2 separate regions of the Gossypium hirsutum genome follow, and region 2 is linked to region 1. Evidence: chromatin contacts called from public Hi-C data. All regions are on one chromosome and are shown on one strand. Each heading gives the region's core, a stretch centred on a gene start, on an enhancer-like site or on the middle of the called end of the contact. The rest is flanking DNA. Distances are from core to core; before and after follow the strand shown. Region 1 holds the start of LOC107917907 (50S ribosomal protein L27). Region 2 holds the start of LOC107918028 (glucose-6-phosphate isomerase, cytosolic).

Region 1 (6,928 bases), core at 3,990-6,489:
ATTCGGATGATGATAGCTTACAGTCCCTGGATTGGATTACAAGGTTAAAAGTAGCTACTGGAGCTGCTGAAGGACTGTTTCATTTGCACCATGAATGTAATCCTTCCCTAGTTCACAGGTATTTCAGAACATGCTTTCTCTACTTTTTACTTCTATTCTCATTGTAATAGTTAATAATCAATCCTTTTAGCTGCTGGAGCTAAATATATTGCCTTCTCCATTCTATCTTATGCTGTTCATCTTGTTTTTGCAACATTTCGCAAGCTTTAGGATTTCGATTTTCAGTATCCTCAATTGTTTGCTATAATTACTTTTGGTGGTTGAAGGGATGTTCAAGCTAGCAGTATTCTTCTTGATGATAAATTTGAAGTGAGACTTGGAAGCTTGTGTGAAGTTCGTGCCCTGGAAGGAGATACACACCAAAATGTTCTCAAAAGGCTGCTCCGGAAACCACAGTAAGTATTATATAAGTCGCTTGTTTTGTCCATAATACACCTGATTTGTATCTTTCAGTACGTAGTTCATCCTACTGCTTGCTTAGCCTTTTGTCTTGTAACTACAGCATTTGGTATCATATTGCTATGCATGCTACTTTCAACATAGTTAATTTGATTGAAGGGATATGACCTACTGATTCCACAGAATACATTGATATTGCTGATCTTCTTAGATGTAAATTTATAAACTATATAATTCTTTCCAAGGTCATTGGAGTAATGAAATAGGTCCACGGATAAAAAGAGCATAGCATATATGATTCAACTTTAGATTCCCACTTTTTTTCTTCGTAGCACTCGTTATATAAAATAGATTATTTGAATTATTCGTCGATAATGTGTTTGCCGAGATCTTTTTCTGTATTGTATATTTATTCAATGCTCTAATATAAATTTTGACTCAATGATGTGCAGGACCTCTGAGCCAGGCCCTTCAGGTTCAGGTGCGTAAAATTTGATTGCATGCTTGTTAACATCCTTAAGTTCTATATGTTATCATGGGTTAACATGTTAGGCTTAATAAAAGTAGTTCACTAATGTGTGAGCATTCATTTCATTGATTTGCCGTTCTTATCCTACAAGCACTGGAATTGGCATCATCCCTGCTTGAATTGGTTTTTTTTTTTATTTTTTGATACTATGCTTGAATTGGTTAATTTGACTGAAATTAAAGCAGTTATAACACATGGATAAAGATTATATCCATCACTTGTTCCTATAGTTGGAAACTGAAACTATAGATTTTTTGCCAAATTTGCGCATGGAATTAAGAATTATCTCAAAGAATATCGTTGGGGAGGGTTGATTCTGAATTATTAATAAGACATCAGCATCCGTTTCTTATATCAATGTTTGGATATGGGCAGGTTCTTCTTCAACTACTTGTGCTTACGATGTGTACTGTTTCGGGAAGGTATTACTAGAGCTTATAACAGGCAAGCTTGGTATTGGTAAGGCAGAAGATGCATCTACAAAGGAGTGGCTTGAGCAAACCTTGCCTTGCATCAGTATATATGAAAAGGAATTGGTGACTAAGATCATGGATCCATCCTTGATTGTAGATGAGGATCTATTGGAGGAGGTATGGGCCATGGCAATCGTGGCAAGGTCATGCCTTAACCCCAAGCCTTCTAAACGACCCTCAATGAAACATATTCTTAAAGCATTGGAAAACCCTTTGAAAGTAGTAAGAGAGGAGAGTTTCAGCTCCGCAAGGCTAAGAACAACATCTTCTAGGCGGTCTTGGGGTTCTGCCTTCTTTGGTAGTTGGCGACAGAGCTCATCAGAGAGTGCCACCATCCCAGGCCACCAAAACAGAGAGGGTTTCAGTGGTTTTAGGCAGGCAGGTAGAGTAGGTTCTCATGGCAACGATGGAATTGAACACTCGTCTTCATGTAAAAGGTTGTCGAACGAAGTTTTCCCTGAACCCATGGAAATGCAAGACATGGAGATGTTAGATGAAAACTAACCAATAATCCTCAGTGTTTGAAGTGCCTGCTCAACCATTGTACCCAACAGTTTTTCTTTTCTAGTTGTGCTCTACAGCTATTATTTTATGAGGATACTTGTAGCCAGCAGGTGATCCAACCTGATTCAGATAAACTGGCTGAGCTGATACATCCCTTGGCTTAATGAAAATAGCGGAAGTCAGCCATGAAAAAGAAGAGAGCAAGAGCCCCGATTGTATCCAGCAAGATTCTTTCATACATTCAAAAGCTCAAAAGCTTGTTTGCAGTTGATTGTTACAACAAGCATAATTTTTTTCGTTGTAATTGCCTTTTTTCTCACATATCTGAACATGGAGAGTGTACAATTGTAACAGGTTAGGACCCCTTGCAGATTTATTAAGTTTACATTTTGTTAGTAGCAATCAAAGAAACACATTAACTGTATTCTTCCATTTGAGAAATTGGATTCAAACATTTGGCATCCCAGTAAAATCTCAAAACATAAACCGCTTGCATTTCAATAACTACAGTTCACTAAAAGCCCTAGAAAGCTGCTTCATGTTAGCTGCGTCAAGCTCAGCCAATCAACTAGAAAAGACTACTTCCTAGTCAAAGCCATTCGAGAACAAAACTCATAAGAAAAATGAATCACATCAGACTGTTGGTAAAGTACCCGAGAGATTCCACCATTTTTTACTAGAAACTTATCTTAGAGGTCTTGTAAAAAGCTTGCATCATTTTATAGCATAATATCTTGCTCATGGCTGTGGAATACTTGTATGCTAGAGTCTAAAAACTATGCTATGCAGTAAAGAAAAATCAAAAGAAATGAATATCAAAAAAGGAAACCGGAACAGAAACAACCATGCGGTAAATGGAACATGGGGAGCCAAACCTCATGTTTCTTTTATTTTGTATCTCTCCCAAGATCCTCTCTGATACAATTGATAGTTGAATATCCAATATCATTCAAAAAGTTTAGCTAACTATGAGATGCAAACTTGGTTGCCTAAACAAACAATAATGTCACAAACCTTACGTGGCTGTCTTTAGCTCTCCTGCATCAGCAGTAGCATAAAGGGGGTGAAGGACATGTCCTTCCTTGGGTTCAACATGTACCCATTTGCGCCCGCTAAGCTTATGCGTCTCAAATTTCACACAACCTTCCTTTAGGGCATAGAGAGTATGATCTTTCCCAATCCCTACATAGTTTCCAGGATGGAAACGTGTTCCTCGTTGACGAACTATAATGTTTCCAGGAATCACCCTCTGCCACAACAATGCAAAATCTTCATATCATATCTATTATTACTAAATGGACGCATTTGAATTTGGATCATCCACTGACCTCGCCACCAAACTTCTTCACCCCAAGATTCTTGGGTTTTGAATCTCTTCCATTCTTAGTTGATCCAGCAGTTTTTTTACTAGCCCACCGCCTAAGCATCAAACTTAAGCCAGAAGAAGATCCATCTAAGCCACAAATAAATGAGGATAAGTTCCATGAAATTAGCTCAAAGAATTTAATAAATATTAAAAGCAATCAAAACAGCTCATTTCAACGAAGCATACCCGTGATTGTGCCAAACACAGGAGCGCTGGTAACTAGCTCCTTCACGCTTATCCTTTTGCAGAAGGTCGTTGCAATGTTAAACATATCTAATATCCGTAATCAAAGACACCTTGAAGAGAAATCAAATAACATGATTTTCATCAAATATTAAGTAGTACAAAGAAATCAAATTCCCGAGCTACTTAAGAACATAAAAACCATAAATCGATCAAAGCGAAATGACTGGGGGAAATTCGAGGGCTTTCACAATAGATATAAAGGGTTGTACCTGTCTCCTAATGTGATACGATTGGATCGATCGTCTAATTCATCAATTGCGGATCTTTTTCTAGGTTTTTTTTTTTTTCCTTTTCTTCTCTTGGTATGAAGTAATTATCAAACAAATTTTATAAACTCCTATAAATCATTCAGGAAAGCCAGCTTGCTCTAACAACATATAATCCAAGCAAAAGTTGAAATTAAAAAGGCAAAGTTTAGTAAGCTCAGACAATACTGAACCACATAGATCCTTAAATGATTGAATACACTGATATTGGTTTATGATTGTGCAATTTGTACAGCAAATTAATAAGAAAATTATAGATGGGGACCGAATCAAATAAAAGAAAAGCCCAAAAAAGGATCATGAAATACAAGAGATATATTTTGAACACACCCACAATTTCCATCCATTCAACAATGTCTAACTTACTCAAAGTACAAGAGAAAATTACTAAAACCAAACTGACCTTTAGCAGCTTTAGCTAACAATGGTTGAGCACTGGAAAAAAGGTTGCTTCATGTACCAGTTGGATGGCAGAGTAGCGGAGGCGAAGTGGTAGCAAAGGGGCAGCACACTATTTCAGCTTCTTGGGTTTTTTTCTTAGGTTAGAAATTGAAGTTTTGAACCAAGCCCATTGGGTAAATCTTTCAAAAGAAAAAGCTTACCCGTCAAAACACAAAAAACCCCTTTACTGAAAATGAAAAAACTTCAAAAATTAATAAAATATATTTAAAATTAAAATTAATAAAATATATTTAACATTATTAATAGTTTTTATTTCTTTCATAAAAATATATGTGTGTGATGAAACTAAATGGTTATCTTTCACCAGTATCTTGAACAAAGCAGTAAATGCTCTGCACTATGCACCATGCCACTATCCAACAAGTTCGTTAAATACCTTTTAAACATCATCCCGATGTGGCTAAGGCTAACCACCATCCTTGGCTTCCTCGCCATGAATCAACTGTCTCCCAAGCTCTAAAAATGGATCTCCAATTCGGTTCTACCATTAAATTCCCCGCCGGTTCAAGCTCCTCGCAAATCATATCGAATGTGTGTTTACATATTCGAAACGCGCGTTTGAACCACCACCGGCATTGTCGGAACTAGCTGAAAGCGTCGAAGAACTACCGGCGACGGAGCCTGATTTACGAGCTCGCTTCTTTCTGGAATTACCCAACTCTTCTTCCGTTTCAAACCAGTAATTTCTTCAATTTTTGCTTCAGCTTCAAACAAAATTCAAAGCCAGTCAGCCATAGATGATGTTGTTCTTCTTGCTTTGCTCCCTCGTCTAAATAAGTCTTTAAACCCGTTGTTTTCTTCATTGGCCAAAGATTCATCACTAACTTTTCTACCCATTTTCTTGTTGTTCCCATTGAACCCATTTTCCATTTCCTCAAAGGAATCGAAGCTGTTATTATAAGAAAATTCTTGTTGATCAAAAACAAATGTGAAAGAACCCATTTCCATTTTACCAAGAATATTATATTTGTAATATTTTTATTAATTTTTTAAATAACTTTTATTAATTTAAAATAATTTTTAAATTTCTGTTCCTTTCTCACATCTAGGCTTTTTTATCTGAATATTGTGAAAAAAAAAACCTAAATAGTATGTTTGGTAGATTATGTACCGAAATGGTACATGAATGTAAGTGGAAGTTGGTGCATAAGCGGCACCACCCTAAAATCTAAAAGAGTAGACTAAAATATATATATTAAAAAATTGAAAATGCCATCTAAATAGGCAACACTAAAGAAATACGGGTCATTTACATATGACCAAAACCCAACCCTCTGTCGACCTGCTGACATTAAGGTGACAGGACCACTAGTGATGCCTAATAGGTAGGCGGCACACCCCCCGATCATGCCAAACTAATAGGCAACACTAGGGTGGTGAAGCCAACCTCATAAGCACACTCTTGACCCCTGCAACAGTGGCAGTGATGGGACAGGACTATGCCCGTGAAATCTGTTTTGGGGGCCATTATAAGGTCCCCAATGTCCCCATTTTGGCCGGATGAAAGGAAAAAGAAATTTAGAAGAAGAAGAAAAAGAGAGCGGGAAGGGAAGGAAGGGAAAAAAGAGAGAAGAAAATAGAAGCTGAATAAAGAGAAGAGAAGGGAAGGGAAAAAATAGAAAAGGAAAGGAGAAAGGGAAAGAGAAGAAGTTGTGTTTGGGATTTGAGAAAAAATTAGGGTTAGGTTTAGGGTTTGAAAAAAAATTAATCAAGAGGTTGTATTTGCAGTTAGAAGGATTTGGTGTTGAAAAGAATCATAAAAGATATTTTTTCTATTTACTAATTTTTTGTTATAAATAAATGTTTTTTTCTTTTTTTTATTTATTTTGAAATTAATTTTTAATTTTATTGTTGTAAGGTATTATTTGGTTAAAAAGAACTATTAAGGTATGTTGGTATTTATTTTATATTTTCATTCATAAGCTTGTTTTAATGTTTGTTTCAAGTAAAAAAGCCTATTTATGTTATGTGGAAAGAATGTTTTATTTTTTTATGAAATTTATTTGTCTTGTGTGTTTTAGGTTTATTAAATTTATTTTTTATGTAAGTTATTTGTCATGTGTGTTTTAGGTTTATTAGATTTATTTTTTTATGTAATTTATTTGGAATTTGTGAACGAAACCATTGAGTTGGAATTGATGAAATAAATTAAGAATAAGAGTTTACGTGTTCTAACTTTTTTAGATTTTATAATTGGGAATAAGAGTTTATGTGTTTTAAATTTTTGAAATTTCTTTTGAATCCTTGAATGAAAAAATTTATATTTTTTGACAACAATTAAGTTGGCATGTTATTATCTTTTAAACCAATATATTCTACTTATTATCATTTTAAAATAATAACAAGAATATTCATATTTATTATGTTGAGATAATTTATGTTATATTTCTGTTATATTTTTTTGATTGGCGTGTTATTTTTATTATTTTAATATATATTTTTTGTTTTTTATGTAGGTAAAAGTTTAGACCATTGAGTTGGAATTTGTGAATGGGACCATTGAGTTGGAATTTGAGTTGAAATTTATAAGATATATTTATTTTGTTAATGTAGTATAGCAAAAAAATATGATGTGGACAAAACTGTTTGGTATTTCTGTAATTAAAAGCAATATTTAGGTATT
Region 2 (6,266 bases), core at 948-3,447, 170 kb after region 1:
ATCTCTACACTAACATCAATAGTTTGTGCTGACGTGGCACTAATAGTCAATCTAACGATGACACCTAGCAACCCCTTCATATGCAACATGAAAAATATAAATAATTTTTTTAAATATATATAAATTAATAAAAAAAAATTCATATCAAGAATGAACGTGAACAAAATGTTGTCCAGATACATATGAATCTAAGCACCCATTTGACCATATTCATTATAGACATGTTTTGTAGTAAGCTTGTATGTTTTTTTTATTATAAAATATCATGTTATTATTGTATTTAAATTAAAAATATATAAATTTTAAAAAAAATAAAATTTATAAATTAATAAAAAGTATAAAAAAAAGTTCACATATCAAGAGTGAATCTGGACATATGGTTGTCCAAATTCATTCTAGAATGCTTTTTACTAATTTTTATATTTAGGTGCTATTTGATAAACTAAAAAATTAAGTGCTGAAAAATTAATTATTAAAAATTTAAGTAATGAATTAAAATTATAAAATAGCTTTATATATTACTTAAATGTAATTATAAAATATAATTTGATTGTTCGATAAAGATATATTTTAATTATAAAAGAAATTCTACATTTTATCCTTAAATTTTAAACATTTCAGCTTATTCTAAACAAAATTAAAATTTTAAATATAAAGTTTTTATATGATAATAAAATATTAAAGTAAATAAAATAAAATAGAATTAATTGAAAATAGTATCATTTTAAGTGACAAGTAACTCTTACCTACTTATTATTTTCCACACTTTTTCATAAAAAAATTCTATCAAGTTATTTTTATTTTGGACTACCAAAAAAATTAAATATTGATTTAATTTTTTCAATCAAGGCCTTACATATTTTTATAAGTTTATAAATATTTAGTTATTTTATATATTTTTATAAATTTATAGATTTTTATAATTTTTGTAAATTTACATATTATAAGTGATAGGTTTTTATATATTTTTAAAAATATTATATGCTTTTTGTATATTTTTAATTGTACATTTTTATATTTTATATTTTATATATCTTTCAAAATTATAACTTAAAAACTTATATTTTATAAAAAGTTTAAGAGTATATAAAATTACTAAAAACACATCTGAAATGAATCTCTATAATTGGATGTCCAAATTTAAATGTATTTAGATCACCATTTATCATTGTTTATTTCTTTTTACATGAAAACAATATATTTATTAATTTATATATTTTTGAAGAATTTGTAATTTTATATTTATGTTTGATACATAGCATATTAATAAGTTATCATGTGTCATTATCGAGTTGGCTATTGGTATTACGTAAGCACAAACCAACGGTGTTAATGCGAAGATACCAAACTATGTGATGGAATATATATTTTTTATTATTTTTAGCAATTTGCTATTCGCAATTCATTCCCAATAAACATATAATCATTTATTACAATTAAATTAAGAACAATTTTTTTATAAAAATATATCAAACTTTTTTATTAAATCAAATAACAAATGATTGTATTAGACATATATTATTTTAGATCAAAGAATGGTTATGATCTCTCTACTATGTTTAAATTTAGAATTTAGTATTTATTCTTTAATTGATATAATTTGATTCCTTTATATAATGTTATTAGTAAGTTGAAATAGCTAATACCCTTAATTATTCTATTCAAATGTTGACTTCGGTTTTTTTCTAAAAATACTTATTTCAACTTCATAGGTAGCCAAATTACATCAAATTAAAATACAATGACTAAATTCCAAATGTAAACATAGTAGACAAATCGAAACTACAATTTTACCATCATATTATAATGACTAAAAAAGAGATTTGTGTCGTTAGTTAGTCTAAACATGTAACATCCTTAATATTTTGGTCCCCAACATGAATTTTTTTTTAATAATACTTATTCCAATTTATTATATCAAAATATTTTTTATTATAATAGTATTTATAAAAAAATAAACATAAAAAATTTAATCAAAATAACTAAATATATTAATTATTTGGACTAGCTAATGTGATTGTAAAATTTGAGAATCAAATTATGTTAAATTAAAATATAAAACTAAATCTTAAATATTACTATAATAAAGGGACTAAAATTAAAATTATACCATTATAAGAATAATGGCAAAAAAAAAAGATTTTAATTATCTAGTTGGTATTATTGAATAAAAGGTGATGGACACATGGTCATCCTTACCCAATATACTATGAATTTCTTTTTACAAAACAAGAATATAGGGTATAGGGAATCGGCTTTGGAGAATAACGATGAGTCCAACCAACCTCACAGGCGCAGTCGATTAGACCGTAACGGTTCATTGAAAATATAATAAAGCTAGCGGTTCCTCGGGCCCATCGGAAATCCGTCGCCCACGGATTTCAGCCCTTAAAAGTCACAATCAATTTTCCAAAGTCGTTAAACTGGACCGGACTGGACCCAAGTTTCAATGACCGGAAATTCCTGATCCGCATCCTAATTGACATATGCCCTTCCGACCCTCCCATTTTCCACCACGTAGCATTATTACTATATTGTGAACTTCTTAACCTCGCCTCAGCTTTTTGTCAGCTCCAAGTTCCTTTTTTTTTTCTTTATTCCATTAGTAATTTCTCTTTTCTTCTCAAATTATCATTCACCATCTTTCTCGTCGGTTTTGAGATCTCAAGCTGATTTATTACGTTTTAATATAGGTTGAGATGGCTTCGACCACTCTAATCTGCGATACCCAGCCATGGAAGGACTTGAAGGTAGCGTTTTCTGCTCATTTCTAGCTAAGAAGATTATAGCTAAAATAGCATGATAAATCTATTTGATCAACAAAGTGGGTTTTGGTTTTTTATAGGCTCATACTGAGGATATCAAGAAAACTCATCTTCGTGATTTGATGAACGACAAAGAACGATGCGAATCGATGATGGTGTAAGATCCTCTATTCAACTCCTACGATTTTTCTGATTCGATAACTGCACGAAACTTTTAATACTAATAAAATTGATGATATATAAATGTTTCTACAGTGAGTTTGATGGAATGTTTTTGGACTACTCAAGGCATTGCGCCACTCTTGAGACCATGGATAAGCTCTATAAATTAGCAGAGGTGAATTTGGATTATTTCTCGTTCGATTTAAATCATAATAGTCTTTTCGTTTTTGTTTTTTGTTTGTAATATTTCTCACAATTTCAGGCTGCTTCTCTCAAACAACAAATTAACCGAATGTATAGTGGCGAGCATGTAAGTTGAACTCTCTCCTAGGAGAAAGATAAAACTAGTTTTGGGTTTGATGTAAAGATTGGTGATGATATTGTTGAATAGCATTCCACGCCTTTTCATTCTTAGTTTTTTTTGTCGTTGCATTGCCTTTTTTTCTGGAAATTTCAGATAAATAGCACAGAAAATAGGTCAGTGCTTCATGTAGCTCTTCGAGCACCAAGGGATGCTGTTATAAACAGTGATGGAAAGAATGTGGTGCCAGATGTTTGGAATGTTTTGGATAAGATCAAGGATTTTTCAGAGAAAGTTCGCAATGGCTCCTGGGTAACTTATCACCCTTTTTTTTACATCAAATTTGACCATCTTCCTCCTCAATTGCTGAGAGACAAATAAATCTTGGCAGGTTGGAGCTACTGGGAAACCACTGAAGGATGTTATTGCAATCGGTATTGGTGGCAGTTTCTTAGGTCCTTTATTTGTGCATACTGCTCTCCAAACAGGTTATGCTGGTGCATTTTACTATTAGTTGTGTAACCCTCGTACTTGTGACCTATGATGATGAAGTGTAGTTAATGTGTTCATGGTTTTCTCTTGATAACTCACAGACCCTGAGGCTGTTGAATTTGCAAAAGGACGCCAACTACGTTTGTAAGTACTGCTTGTTACTGCTGCTGGTATTTGTTGTGTCTACTTCCTTTCTTTCATCAAATTATAAGATTGCCTGTAAAAGGTGTCAGCAAAGGTGGGTTGAGGCCCCTTGCTTCATTTTGTTAAGACAAGGTATTAATATATATTTGAGAAGAAGCAGCAGCAGCATACTATGTTCTGTGAGGGGGAACACTTTGATGCCATTTAGGCCTGCTAAAACTGGAATGGGCATAAATGATATCAAGTAACAAAAAGTGTTTTCGTCGTGATAGATTCTCAAAATGAAATGCATGTCATTCTAGCTGCTTGTCTGACATTTTCCTTGTAATTTGTAATGCTTGCATACACAATAAGTTGTTTCATTTGGCAATTCTAGAAATTTGATGTAATCTCTTGTTTGCATTGCAACAGCCTAGCAAATGTAGATCCTATCGATGTTGCTAGAAATATTGCAGGATTAAACCCCGAAACAACACTTGGTAAACTATTTTCGTTTATTCTTCTGGAAGTCTACTGTTTTTCTGTTTCCTAAACTCATTTTTGCACTGTTGATTTGTCTGATTTTATTTGCTTGTAATTTTATCCAGTTGTGGTGGTTTCAAAGACTTTTACAACCGCAGAAACTATGTTGAATGCTCGAACATTAAGGGAGTGGATTTCATCTGCTCTTGGGTTAGTTTCATATAACACTAGTTATTTCTTCGACAATGTGCATGCAGTGGCAGTTTGAGGTTCTGCTACATTTTACGTTAATACGTCAGAATTATTTCTCGGTCTAAAAATTAAGAGTGACAATGCATTGAGCAAAACAGAGATATTCTCATCTTTGAATGCTTATAATAAGTTTTTTTTTATTTTTTCAATCTTTTTAGGAATCATTCTCAATATTCAAGAATGAATGTAATTTACCATGTTAACTACTATGGTATGATCGGGCTTTCTTATTAAGCCACTTGTGATTGTAATATTTCAGGCCTTCTGCAGTTGCAAAACACATGGTGGCAGTCAGTACTAATCTTACGGTATTATTTTTACCTTTAACTTCTTCATTTGAATGATTAAGCATTTGCCGCACTACTATGTACATATTAAATTGTTTGTTTTGGGTTTTTGTGCCACAAATCAAACATTGCTAAGGTGTTAGAGTACAGTGTAACTCGTTTTTGGTAAAACGAAAATGTTTATTCTCTTTTTGCTTGAAGGAGATGGCCCCTTATTATGCATTTCTCTTTCACTTTTTGAATATCCATGCTTCATAGCTTTGTATTTATTCCCTTCCTTGGCAATTGCTAAGGGGCCAATAAACTAGACTGTACATTACATATTATATGCTAGTATTGATCCTATTCAGCTTATAAATGTTTTCCGTGCAGCTTGTTGAAAAGTTCGGAATTGACCCTAATAATGCATTTGCATTCTGGGATTGGGTTGGTGGTCGATACAGTGGTAAGTATTATTCCCTCTCCCCTTGCTTACCTCTAAGCATCATTTGCGATCTTGATTTCTATTGAGGATTGAATCTTTTCTAATTGAACTGTGGAAGTTGACTAATCTTTAAACTGCCATTTGCAGTTTGCAGTGCAGTTGGAGTGTTGCCTTTGTCTCTGCAGTATGGTTTTTCAATAGTAGAAAAGTATGGTAACCTGTTATTGTTTTGACTCTATTGTATTCACTTTTCGAAACCTATAACTTATAACATCCATTAGAAGTCCATATATTATAGGTGAGACAGATTTGTGCAGTTTTGTAGCCTGCTTCAGTGTTCTAAGGAAATACATCATGTAAATATGACAAACAGGATTTAGGAATGAAAGGGGTTTTTCTTTTTCATTTTTCCCCACGGAGCTCATCTACCATGCAATTCAGTTTTACATGCTGCATTGGGAAGACGTCTCCTTTCTTGGCTAATAGTTGTAGCCAAAAACAATTTCTTTGTAAATCAAGTTGTAGCCTAATGGACAATAAAAATTGTTAGTTGCTAATGCACAGATCTTTAACTTAAAACCATTATTTTGTGAGACAAAACAAGTTACAATACTATGAGAACCTCCAAATACTTGCAAAAGTATGACAACTAAAACTGCAAGATTCTTAAAAGGTAGGTTTTAAATTTCAGCCGACTTAATCCATTATCCATTTTAACTTGGTGCTTCTGAAAATTATTTGTTTATGTACTTATTTTATTTTTCTTTTGGCATAATTTGTTATATACATAAGTAAGCTTTTTTAACTTGTTACTTGAAGGTTCTTAAAGGGGGCTTCAAGTATTGATGAGCATTTCCGTTCAGCTCCTTTTGAGAAGAATATACCTGTAAGTGTCTTAATGTAAAATCTTCCACTGCAGCTGTTATTCTTTATTACTTACTAGATTAGAATAACTCTACCAGTTATATTATGGGGTT

What was found. Hi-C and Micro-C count contacts between places; a contact is called where the count stands out from the background.
Region 2: a Hi-C map of leaf shows a contact between it and region 1, with 1.9 times the contacts expected there. The contact joins the promoter of LOC107918028 here to the promoter of LOC107917907 in region 1. A contact is called at or near these places in 2 of 34 Hi-C or Micro-C datasets (both in leaf).

The regions. Positions count from the first base shown.
Region 1 is chrA01:25,266,766-25,273,693 of Gossypium_hirsutum_v2.1, forward strand. LOC107917907 (50S ribosomal protein L27) reads right to left here and starts at 5,240. Exons shown (of 5, transcript XM_016847317.2): 1 at 4,682-5,240; 2 at 4,247-4,471; 3 at 3,518-3,627; 4 at 3,294-3,418; 5 at 2,817-3,214. The coding sequence starts at 3,602. The coding sequence ends at 2,981. It also overlaps the pseudogene LOC107917905.
Region 2 is chrA01:25,441,314-25,447,579 of Gossypium_hirsutum_v2.1, forward strand. It overlaps LOC107918028 (glucose-6-phosphate isomerase, cytosolic), which reads left to right and starts at 2,198. Exons shown (of 24, transcript XM_041083197.1): 1 at 2,198-2,536; 2 at 2,694-2,750; 3 at 2,846-2,922; 4 at 3,021-3,102; 5 at 3,190-3,237; 6 at 3,385-3,540; 7 at 3,620-3,716; 8 at 3,822-3,864; 9 at 4,276-4,343; 10 at 4,452-4,536; 11 at 4,838-4,886; 12 at 5,238-5,310; 13 at 5,437-5,497; 14 at 6,109-6,175. The coding sequence starts at 2,700.